2 separate regions of the Rattus norvegicus genome follow, and region 2 is linked to region 1. The links are chromatin contacts, called in public Hi-C maps. All regions are on one chromosome and are shown on one strand. The core of a region is the stretch at or near the end of the contact, and the rest is flanking DNA. Distances in the headings are between cores, read along the strand shown. Region 1 overlaps LOC102546824 (a long non-coding RNA gene). Region 2 overlaps LOC134486579 (a long non-coding RNA gene).

Region 1 (5,450 bases), core at 2,926-5,425:
TGCCCATCTGGCGTTTACACAGACGCTGTGCATCCAAATTCTGGTCCTCGACCCATTGCCCACCAAGACGTCTTCCCAGTTCCCATACTTGCTGGTTTTCTTAAGTGTATAGGAAAAAAAACTCTCAGAATTTTACAGTATTTCCTTATTTCCATAAATGAATAATTTATATTCTACTCTTCTCATATTATTTCAATCCTCCGGAATGTATTTTTATGCCTAAAAACTTTTATTGAACACTCCATTTTACTCGCCTGCTACAAAAATATGTATATAACCTGAAATTAATATTTTTACTCATTAAGCCTAAATGATCAGTATTAAAATTCTACCGCTGATGTTTAATGGCAACCCATTCTGAACCTTAATGATAATATCGAGCGAGAAGTAGAAATTACTGGATATTTGCCTCCTAATGGGATGAAAGAAGGTTTTTATTCAAATCAGTCAGAATTCAAATAAGGTCTCTGTGAAATGACTGATGGATACAGTGCTGACATCCCCCGCTCTCTTTTGTTTTGTGTGTTTATCACTGAGGTAGGATCTCACCACGCAGCCCAGGCTGACCTGAAACTCACTCTTCACCCCAAGCTGGCTAAGAACTTGTGACCTCCCAGCCTCAGTCCTTCCATCTTTAAAGGTCATCTCTTGCTCACTTTCTCCTCCATATGGGAGCAGAGGAAGAGGAAGCTGCTTTCCTATGGCAGCTCAGAAGCAAAGGGGAAACAAGGAAGACCTGGGATTCCCCATTCATGCCTCCAGGGACTTCTCCAATGGCCTGCCTTCCTTCTTCCTCTAGGTCCCACTTCCTAAGGGCTCCATCGCCTACTAACATGGCACGATGGGGACCAAGGAATCAATGCACAACACTATAAGGACATTTGCAGAAGCAGATGCGCTCACAGGGACAGGCTTACTCATTAGTCTCTCTACAGGGCACATCTCAGGAATACCTGTTGTCCTAAATGCATACTTTGCCCAAGACAAACATTAGTTCCCTTACAGAGAATCACGTGAACCCTCTGTGAAGAGCATCTCACTGGGAGACGAAATGTTGTCTTCTTGGCACTTCAGCTTGAGGGGGGAGAGAGTTCAAAGATGAGACCACTAAGTCAGTGTGGCAAGGTGGAAGAGCCCGGGTTTGTGAAGCCCAAGGCTCGCTTCAGGACTGCACTGAAAGAGAGACACAAATCAAAGAGGCCAAAAAAAAAGGGGGGGCACAGGGAACCCAGCCACAGAGAGGGGCAGGGCTCCGGGGGCAGCTTGAACTGGAGAACACTACAGACAACCTCACCAAGACCTGACCTGGTGTCTCTCTGCCTCTTGGATTTCATCCTGCTCATATGTTCTCATTCTCAGGTTCTATCGTAACAAGGTGGCTGCTGGGAGGGCGAGAGAGATGACCCAGTGCTTAAGAGAACACATTGCTCTTCCAGAGAGGCTGGTTTCAATTCCTAGCACTTACATGGTAGCTCATAACTATGTGTAACTGCAATTCTAGGAGATCCAACACCCTCTCTTGACCTCCTCAGATACCAAGGATGAACATGTGCACACATATACACATATATACACACAAAATGATGGTGGTAGTGGTAATGATGATGATGATGATGATGATGATGGTGATGATGATGACGATGATGATGGCTGATGTGTCCCCTTGGAAACTTCCTTCTTTCTCTGCAGTAAAAGTAGCCTCCACTTTTTCCCCCTTCAGCTGATGACTGCTGGTGGTGCGTGCCTGACTCTTAAATGGTATAGGATGCTCTAGTTGACCTAATTGATGTATCCCAAGTCACGCATCCTTTCAAGGTCCTACGAAAGAAAGCCAGAGTCATCCCCACACAAGAGTGAATGCACACCGATAGCCAAGAGACAGCTCCCGATACCCTAGGTTCACCCACTGCTTAATAGATCGAATAGCCTAGTGGGTGGTGGAGCTGAGCAATAGAATGGATGGAAATGAGATGGACGGAACAGAATCAAAGCTTGGTGTGGCCAAGATTAAAAGCAATGAGTGCCACCAGTGAAGAGAGCAGGGTCCTGCTGGAGTGCAGATACGGGTACACAAGTCCTCCGCACAGGCTGACAAAAGGAAGAAGGAGTGTGTGAGATCTGGTTTGGAGCAATACTTCCAATGTCTCATGTCCAGAGGATCCTTCTATAGTAAGCACGCACATCATCATCCCACTGCCTGAGCCGTAGAACCTCTGCCTGGGGCAGCCTGAGTTCTAGAAGTCAGGGGACAAGCCTCAGGATTACTGACGCACGCACCTCAGCAGAACAAAGGCGTGCTCACAGGGTCTAAGCAAGCACGCACATGTATTTTCACAGAAGGTGACAAGCCTAGCACGGGCTGTACATGTTTCCCTGTACTTGACTAGGAGGTGTTTGGGGACTGAGGCACACCCCATGTGGTCAAGCAGTGACGGAATGGTGACCAAAATAAAACTGTTCTTTTTTTTTTTTTTCAACAAGAGATTCTATGCTAAGGAGATGCAGAAATGTTGAGAGTCAGGAGGGGCAGGATGAGAAACGGATCCGTTCAAAGAGGCTGTGGCTCAGACTGCTTGGATCAGAAACTGCCTTCGAAATCCTTTTATTTATTTGTCGTGCTGGTAGAGATGAAAACTGGGGCCTCACACACGCGAGGTAAGTAATCATCCCCAGGACTGTAGTCTAGTCCCTTCATCTGGGGCTTTTAAGTCAGGCCAACCGGGTTGAACCCCAGCTCTGCTACTGACTCTGTGTAATGTTAAGGAAGTCTCTGCTTCTTCCTCTACAAACAGATGCTCGTTAATTATAGCAACAGGCTTGCGTTTGCGCCTAACATAGACCTGGATCGCTTGCCTTGACCTTCTGAAGCTCAACTAGAACCTAAGCTCTTTAAACAAAAGAGCTCACTAGGCTGTCCAGAATAACACACACACACACACACACACACACACACACACACACACACACACACACACACACACACAGACTTCAATTCCAGGAGCACATTTTCCTCCACTCCCCACCACCTTTTTCTTAGAACCAGATGAGCACAAAGCTGTTTGACGGCTTTTGAATTTACAGAGTCCCCCCACCTTCTGCCCCCAACTCTTTTGAGCATCTCGGGCCAGATGAATTCTCCACGTCAGCAGAATTTTACATATGTTATGCAAAAGTACATCACTGAAACACAGAGCAAAAGACATAAATAATGCAAATTGAACATCCATCTTAACCCCAGCCAGATGAGGTGGGGTGGGGCTACAATTAGCTAGGGAGAGCTGACAATGGCTATTGTGGCGACATAATCTATGGGAGGTGTCCGGTTACAACCAGCGCATTTGCAGGGCAGAAATATGGTGCCCGATAAAGGGAAAGGACAAAGAGAAACGGTGAAGGGCCAGAAAACATGGTCGGCAGACAGATAAACAGAACCCCCTGAGATGGACAGGCAGGGGGAGGCACACACAAGGGAAGGCCAGCTTTGGTTTTGAGTCAGGGCAGAAAATGGCAGTGTTGTCCTTGAAATCCCTGCTGTGGGGTCATGATCAAGCTGTTGATTCTGTTGCAGTCTAAATTACAAAGGACTGCAATTATATGTGGAAAATTGTCCGGCCGTGTCCCCCGAGCAGATGGGAAGGCCGTGGCGGCAGATGATATGAAGTTAGCAAGCTGCCGGCCCTTCCCTCCTTGGCGTGGGCAGAGGCTGCCTGGGCACCGAGGCCAGCATCATCGAGAACAAAACAGCCACTTTAAAAACAGCCTATTGTCTGTTTACTTAAGACTCAAGTCATCAGCTGGTTTGAACACTTGGTCCCCGGCAGAGGAAGAAGTGTGGGGAGTTTTCTTATCGCTTGCCACCTACTCTGGCAACCCTGAATTGTGTCCTTGTGTTGCGAGTTCTGCCCTGGGCACAGGTAGGACAGTGGAAAGGAATATCAATCTGGCTCTCCGGTGAAGGATGCCAGCCCCCTTGCTTCTGGAGGCTGTGCTGGCCAGAGTTAGCTGCAATCACAGTACAAAGCTTCACTGCAAGGTTTTCCTGGAGAGGTACTCTAGGCACACAGAGAAGAGGCAAGCAGCCCGAGGAGAATGGTCCTCACCAAATGGCCTGGGGGGTGGTAGGGAGTAGAGCCAGCCTGTTCTGATCAGCAGCTGCTGGGGAGCCAACCCGAGTTGCCAGCAAGTCCTGATTATTTGGAGGCTCATATCCCGGGAGAATCATCACCCAGCAGAGAGAGCCTCAACATTATCACAATCATCACCAAACTTAGTAATGACAATCAACAGTCTTGGTTCTGGTCATAAAAACAAGCAAATGGAAAGCTAATGCTTACAGTGTGCCTGGCATCATGCTAAATACTTAAAGAATCTGTGCGTTGAGGAGCGTGCTTCTGTTAGTTTTACTTCAGTAGTAAAAGGGATTGTGGTGCAGAGGGAGTCGTCTCTCCAAGGCCACTGAGTAGCCTAACCACTCTTCATTCTTCCCAGGAGTTGCCTCTAACGTCATTTCTGCAGCTCAGCTCTTGGCTGGCCTGACGTCTTGCTTGACAGCGTCCTCGTTCTGTGATCAGGTCTCAAGATAACACGTGTAACTCATAGATGACTCATGCTCTTGGAACTCTTGGGCTGCTGGGTGCAGAAGCCTGGTCTGGCCTGCTAGAGGATGAGAAGTCATGTGGAACAGATATGCACTGTCCCAATATAGATCAGTCTATTCCAGCCAGGGCCCCTGGCCTCATGAGAAAGTCTAGACCACTGATTCTCAACCTTTCTACCGCTGCAACCCTTTAATGCAGTTCCTCGTGTTGAGTGTTCCTACTCCATAGCTGTAATTTTGCTACTGCTATGAATTGTAATGTAAATATTTTTGGAGATAGAGGTTTGGGAATCAATGGTCTAACCATATTCTGGTGAGCATGGCCACCCACACTGGCAGGACATCCAGTGAATCTCCTAACCTATAAACAAGGATGCCTGGTATTGTTCTAGGCTACTAAGATTTGGGATGGTTGTTACTCAGCAACAAAAACAAAAACAAACAAAAACAAAACAAGCATTCTACCCTAGCTTTCTTGCTCCAAAAGCCCCTTCAACCTTTACTAGTGATAACACATCCTTCTGCGCCCTTTGTTCACCACATATGCAATTCTGTTGTTTTTTCCAAGTGGGTTCTAATAGCAGATGTTGCCGGTTGTCCATGGTGTTCACTTTCTGGCAGAGCCCCTGAGACACAAGAGCCTTCTCCCCCGACCTCCAGGGAAAAATCCCAATTGAAAAAGCCAATAGTGGTGGCTGCAGGACTTTCGTCAGACACTGGCTGGGATGACCTTCTGACCTGTTTCTGACTGAGATGGATGGCCCAACTGAGAGTCTTTCTGGAAAAATGCTCCTCTTGCTTATGCCACAAATACCAAAATGGATTTAAAAAATAGTTGTACCCTGCTCACCAG
Region 2 (5,916 bases), core at 1,363-3,862, 130 kb before region 1:
TTGATAGACAGAAGGCAAAGAGAAGGATTGTTTTTGAACCTGAAAAGAATCCCCTTTTTTCTCCCTAAAGCTCACGCCCCCCTCTCCTCAGCTTTACCTCCCCACTCTTCTTTTTTTTTTAAAGGTGTTTTGTTCCAGAGAAGTTACAGAGCTTAATGGAACTGAATGACTTTTACCCTTCTCAATCTGTCAGTCAAAAGGCCCGACTCTGAGCCTGTTAAATAAAGTCCTTTCAGAGGCAGACAGGAGAGGAATGTGTCAGTCACGCAACAGACCCCGTTGTGTTTTCATCTGTCAGAGGGGTGACGGGGGAGAGCCTCAGGCCCCAGGCAGGGCACATTCCCAGCAGCGGCTAAGAGGCCTTGACAAATCCAGGTGTGCAGCCAGAAGGTCCCCATTCACCCACATTCTTGAGGCACAGACTTGGAGCCCCAGGCACTCCGCTTTGCCGTCAACTATGAGATGTTTGGGCAAACATTCAGCGCAGGGCTCACGCTAAGCATTTTTAACATAAAACCAACCACTAAGTGCCGGGTGGCTGTGCAAGGCAAGGCTTTCACATTAATACACCGCTTAGTGGGAAATACTGCAGACAGCAGTGCTCCTGTCGAGGGGCCTTTGGGTAGACTCGAATTCCAAACCAATTTTGTAGACTGCTTTTCCCTTTCCCTAATACTCTCCCTTCCCCGTTATATGACAATCCATTAATCTTGCCCGTTTACTTAAATTGCTGGGCGATTTTTTTTCCCCGAGAGCTCTGAACAGTTGCTTTTGTTCATTATAGATTCAGAGTTTTAAGTAAAAAAAAAAGAAAAAGAAAAAGAAAAAACCTCCTCTGTTAGACACACTAATGATGGACTCCTTAAGTTTGGGTGACACTTCCTCTGAGCGTTTTAGAAAAAAATAGGGTGAGGGGGGAGTGAGGGGGAGTGAGGGGGGAGTGCAGAAGTTTCATGGAACAAACAGGACTTGTTCTTTCTCGAGCGCTGGCCAGAGTGACAGACCATCACTCCAGATATTTTTACCCAGCACAGAAGGTCTAGGTGTGTAGAGAGCCTGAGAATTATTTCTCACTTGTTGGTTGTCGTCTTTGTCCTCAGGAGAGCCCCTTTTGGTTTTAAAGAAGGCAGAAGCAATACTCCCATCTCCTCAGACCTTTCTCACTCCAAGGTCCGTCTCCTACTACACCGCTTCCAAAGGAGGCAGCTAGTGAGGCTCTCTGCCATCTTCCCCCATTTTCACCCCTTGTCTAGGTTGAGGTATTAGGGGAAGCAGGTCCTTCTGCAGCTTCCAAGACCACTCATGTTACTTACAGCATAGGTGCACCAGGCCATAAAAACCACCTCTGTTCTCCACTTGTGCTCGCTTTTAGCCAAAATATAGATTTTATGTTTTCTTCTATTCATATCTACACCCTCCACCCCTCCCACGGGGACCAGCCTGTTATAGACTAAACTGCGATTTAAAGGGCTTCTGGCATAGCCTGATAAAGTTCGTCACGCTGAAGGCAAACTTGTCAAATGTGTAACCAAAGCTGAGCGACTTCTAAGGATGTGAGTTTGAGCATTTCGCTCTGAAACACAAGCTTAGTAAGGAAAAACGGGCTGCACCCGAGCTAATCAACAGGAGGATGAAGCTTTCCTTTGTATTCTTCATGCTGGGGATGGAACGTAGTGCCTCACACATGGGAAGCAACGTGCCAGTGCCCGACCCCGTTCCTAGCTCCGCTGCACCTATGTTTCCATATCCCAGTACCCACAATTCTCTTTCCTCAGAATTCTGGAAGCTCTGCTGAGCTTGGAGCTCCTCAGGTTGCTTGAGAGGGGCTGTGAGGAAGGCTCTAGGTTCCCAGAACACTTCATGCGGAGCGTACCCCTCTGGACTATTAAATGAGTCACGGAGATATGTGCTGTGAGGCTTCCCGAGTCCATCCTTCGCTGGTTATTAATGAGCTGCCACACATGGAAAAAAAATAAAAAGCCGTTTCTCAGCTCATTTTCTGCCTGCCCGCCCGCCTTCTCTCGGCCTAAAACAAACATCCCGCCCTGGTGCTGCCGGGGAACACAGGAACCTTCTAACCGGGGAGACGGTTTTTCTTTCACCCCTGCAACTTAAAGTGGACTCCACGCTTCAGTCTTAATGTTAGCAATGACACAAACATTTGTGAGCGAAAGTTTACCGTCGACAGAAATTTGTAGAATTCATAGTTTAAAGGGGGGGAAGAAACCTTTGGATAAAGGTCCCAGTCCCCAGTTACTCCCTGCTGCCACTTACACCACTGTTCTGCCTAGAAGACAAGTGTACGAATGAAAACTCCAGGTCAGCTAAGATCCAGTATGTTCCTCTGTTGGTTTAAGCATCATTGGGAGCCATAGAGTTTGGTCATCCCCAGGTCATTCCCTGAGGCTGGGGCAGTGAGGGGCAGCCTGGGTGACGTGGGTTCCTGAGACACTGGCTCAGTGGTTTGATTGGGCCCACCCTGCCAGTTGGTACCAAACACCGGGGGGCCCATGGCTTGCTGGCTGACAGATGCCACACTCCAATATCAGTCACAGAATGTTTCTCAGCCATCATACTTAAATAACCCTGCTGAGCGTCTGTCCAGCTGGGTCTGCATGGTGCCGGCTGCTCTGGCTTGGATGGGTTTCTGGCAACAGTTTCCTTTCTGGAGTTATATATAGAAGGGACTGAAGACTGAGTTTCAAAATCTGGTTGAGAATTCTCAAATTCTTTCTGTATTTTAGACTGGTTTAGATTTCAGATTTCTTTTTAAAAGTTTTTCTATTTTCATGTGCAGAAGTTTGCAAAGGTAAAGTTTTAGAGTTTCAGCTGAAGCCTTCATAACCAAATTACCCAAAATGTGAGGGAAGGACTTCTCTCCTGAATTAGGAAATCAGTAATGTGGGTTGGAAGTGGAGTCAGAGCTTCAACCTGTCGGGAGAATTCTTGATTGTTAGTTATCTTTTAAAGGAGTCCTTTTTGTTTTTATTTGTGTGTATGTGTGTGTGCCTGTGTGAAAGTATGTCACCTGTGTGAAGGTGCTCATGGGGGCTAACGAGGGCACTGGATCCCTTGAAGCTGGACTTAGAGGTGGCTCTGAGCTGAGGGCTGGGAACGGGATTTGGTTTTCTGGGAGAGCAGCAAGTGCTCGGAAATGCTGTGCCTCTCTGGTCCCCTGGCCATTAGTTCTTACGTGACTTTTAGACCAACCAAGCCAGCGAGCTACTCATCATTTGTACTGGTAATGATCTTAGTGTAACGATCATTAATTATAATGTAATGGATTGAACCCATATTAGGCTATTGGTACAATGATAACGAATACTGAGTGCATCCCATGAGTGGTTTCTTAGGTCAAACATACACTTCCCGTTTGGGTCAGTGTTTATAATAGCAAACATGACAGCCATTGGTGACTTACTGCCCCCTTCCAGTTCTGCAACAGTCTCCTGTTCTATGTGACCCATGTTAGGAAATAGGCAAAATGGCGATGCTTTTGCAAGTAGGTGTTTAGGTAGTTAGTATGTGGGCAGACTTTAGAATGGCTCTTACTACACCCTATGTGCTATTTCTATTATATTTTTATTAATTAAAAATAGCATACAAGATGATGGGCTTCCTTCAACATTTTCACATATGTGTGTCACTTTAGTCACTACATTATCATTATAGTTGTATTCTTTTTAATTAGTTCTTATGTGCACAGGTGTTTTGCTTGCATATGTGTATGTGTCCCATGTGCATGCCTGGTACCCACTGAGGCCAGCAGAGGGCACCAGATCCCCTGGAGCTGGAGATCCAGAAGGTTGTGAGCTGACATGTGGGTGCAGGGAATCAAACCATGCTTGTCTCGAAGAGCAGCCGGGGCTCTTAGTCACTGAGCCAACTCTCCAGCCTCCAGAGCTGCTATTTTGATGGTTTTGATCTATCATGTGTAGTCTTCAGCCAAGTGGGAAAGCATTCTTTGTCAATGACTATGTCCTCTTCCTTTGGCTTGCAGTCATTGGTCCTCCAAATGGTTTCCTTGTTGATGTATGTAATGGCCCATGCTCCACAAAGTGGAGATTCCTGATGGGGGACTGGTATGTGAGACTTTCCAGGGAATGCCCATTTGTAAAAAGTTGACCCTGCAGGGAATGATTCTCCTCAGAGCAATGCTCACTTGATCCTAGCACTGTTAAGATGTCCACAGCGATGGCTCAAGACCCCGGGGCCCAGACATATGACACCCCTTTCTTTCCTTTTGATCCCTGTGTGTGACTCTTGCTGGACAGGCTCTGGGGTGCTGTACTGAGCCCTTATTTGATCTGATCTCATGAAGTCTTTCATGGCTTCCCTTCTGGCTACTCTGGACATTACTGTTAGGTACCATGGCAGGATACTGAAGTGATGCTCTTTGAAAATGGTCTGAAGATTAGGGATGACTTGAGGAGTCACCTACTCAGTGAAAGCAGCCTTCAAAACCAAGAACCCTCCTTTAGCCCACTGTAGTGTGGTCCCAGACCAGCTCACAGTGCGTGGAGTAACAACCTTTGGTCTTTAGCTACAGACTCTACTAGGACAGTGTGTCCATTGCTTCCTCATTACTGTCAGAGTTAGCATTTTCCCCTCAGAGTGATAACAGTCTCTTAGTATGGTGTGCTTGAATTCCAATAGAAAAGTGAAGCGACCCGAAATTCTTCCAGTTAACTCAATATGTATGTATTAAACAGTAATGTAGACTTGATTGGTTATTTAACTTTCTGTCAATAAATCACTAGATAAATATTATAATGATACAGGGATATCTGAAAGCCAGCTTAACTTCATTTTCTGATAACCTTTGCTTTCCTCAAAGTAATTTAGAGATGCTGGAAATGCTAGCTTCATCTCCAATGCTGTGGAACTTGCCCTCTGGTTCTCCAGGTTTGCAGATATGCCTAGGTGCAATAGGTTTGTACTGATGCTAAACACACACACACACACACACACACACACACACACACACACACACACACACACTTGTTTGTTTTATGGGCAAATAAAGGGCGCCATATTTTCAAATCTGATCTGACCACAGTATTGTGTTTTTGTTTGATTGTTCACGTGTTTGTACTTAAGGGCTAGGCTCTTTCCTGTGTTTCTGGTTTGGCCTTAAGTGTCTGACTCAAAGGATCCTCCTTTCTCCTTCCAGCTCAGTGGAACCACAGATATGCACCATCACATCTGGCAAGCATCATCCGTAGACACAATCCAGGTCAGAACCAGCAGTTTCTTTTTTTTTTTCCTTCTTTTTTTCGGAGCTGGGGACCGAACCCAGGGCCTTGCGCTTGCTAGGCAAGCGCTCTACCACTGAGCTAAATCCCCAGCCCCCAGAACCAACAATTTCATATGGAAACTACTTCCATTTGATACAGAAGAAGCACGTGCTAACTCCTTTGTCTCTTTGTCCCTTTAGGCAGCAAGCAATTAACACATCTTGTTGTTGAGGCTGGGGGAGTGGGGCCATCCCAATAGGGGTATGTTTTATAATCAATCACACATTAACAGTGTAGCCCCTGAGCTTCAGAGACGCTGTCAGGGCTCTCAGGCAGGATAGTAGCATACGGGGACTAGACTGGTGGAGAGATGATGAACACCTTCTCCCCGCCTCCCCTCCACTCTGGGAAACTTCATTTTCCATCTCAGATGGTTCTGTTGTGTTGTGAATCATATCACACAGTTCTTGGCGCTTGAGGCTCATGGCAATGGTCATCTCCCATCCTCCCAGTCTGCAGGGACTGGGTCATAATGTATGGGTGTCTTTAACTAACAGCACAAAGGCCTCCTAAGGTGTCAGACTTGGATCTCAAAAACCTCAAGATTTAGCCATTCTTCAAGCTACTTTTCAGCCCTGTCAAATTCTTGATTAATCAGTTATTAATCATTAATTATCCC

Evidence for each region. Hi-C and Micro-C count contacts between places; a contact is called where the count stands out from the background.
Region 2: a Hi-C map of psoas muscle shows a contact between it and region 1, with 1.7 times the contacts expected there. The contact joins two enhancer-like sites. A contact is called at or near these places in 2 of 12 Hi-C or Micro-C datasets (Schwann cells and psoas muscle).

What each region holds. Positions count from the first base shown.
Region 1 is chr4:81,341,211-81,346,660 of GRCr8, reverse strand. The region is part of intron 2 of LOC102546824 (a long non-coding RNA gene); the gene reads right to left. Among named protein-coding and RNA genes, the nearest start is that of Npvf, 300 kb to the right of the region's middle. Within about 2 kb of position 4,175, at least 16 of the 93 cell types and tissues checked have an H3K27ac peak or open chromatin away from gene starts, as enhancers often do.
Region 2 is chr4:81,467,782-81,473,697 of GRCr8, reverse strand. The region is part of intron 2 of LOC134486579 (a long non-coding RNA gene); the gene reads left to right. Among named protein-coding and RNA genes, the nearest start is that of Mir148a, 190 kb to the left of the region's middle. Within about 2 kb of position 2,612, at least 8 of the 93 cell types and tissues checked have an H3K27ac peak or open chromatin away from gene starts, as enhancers often do.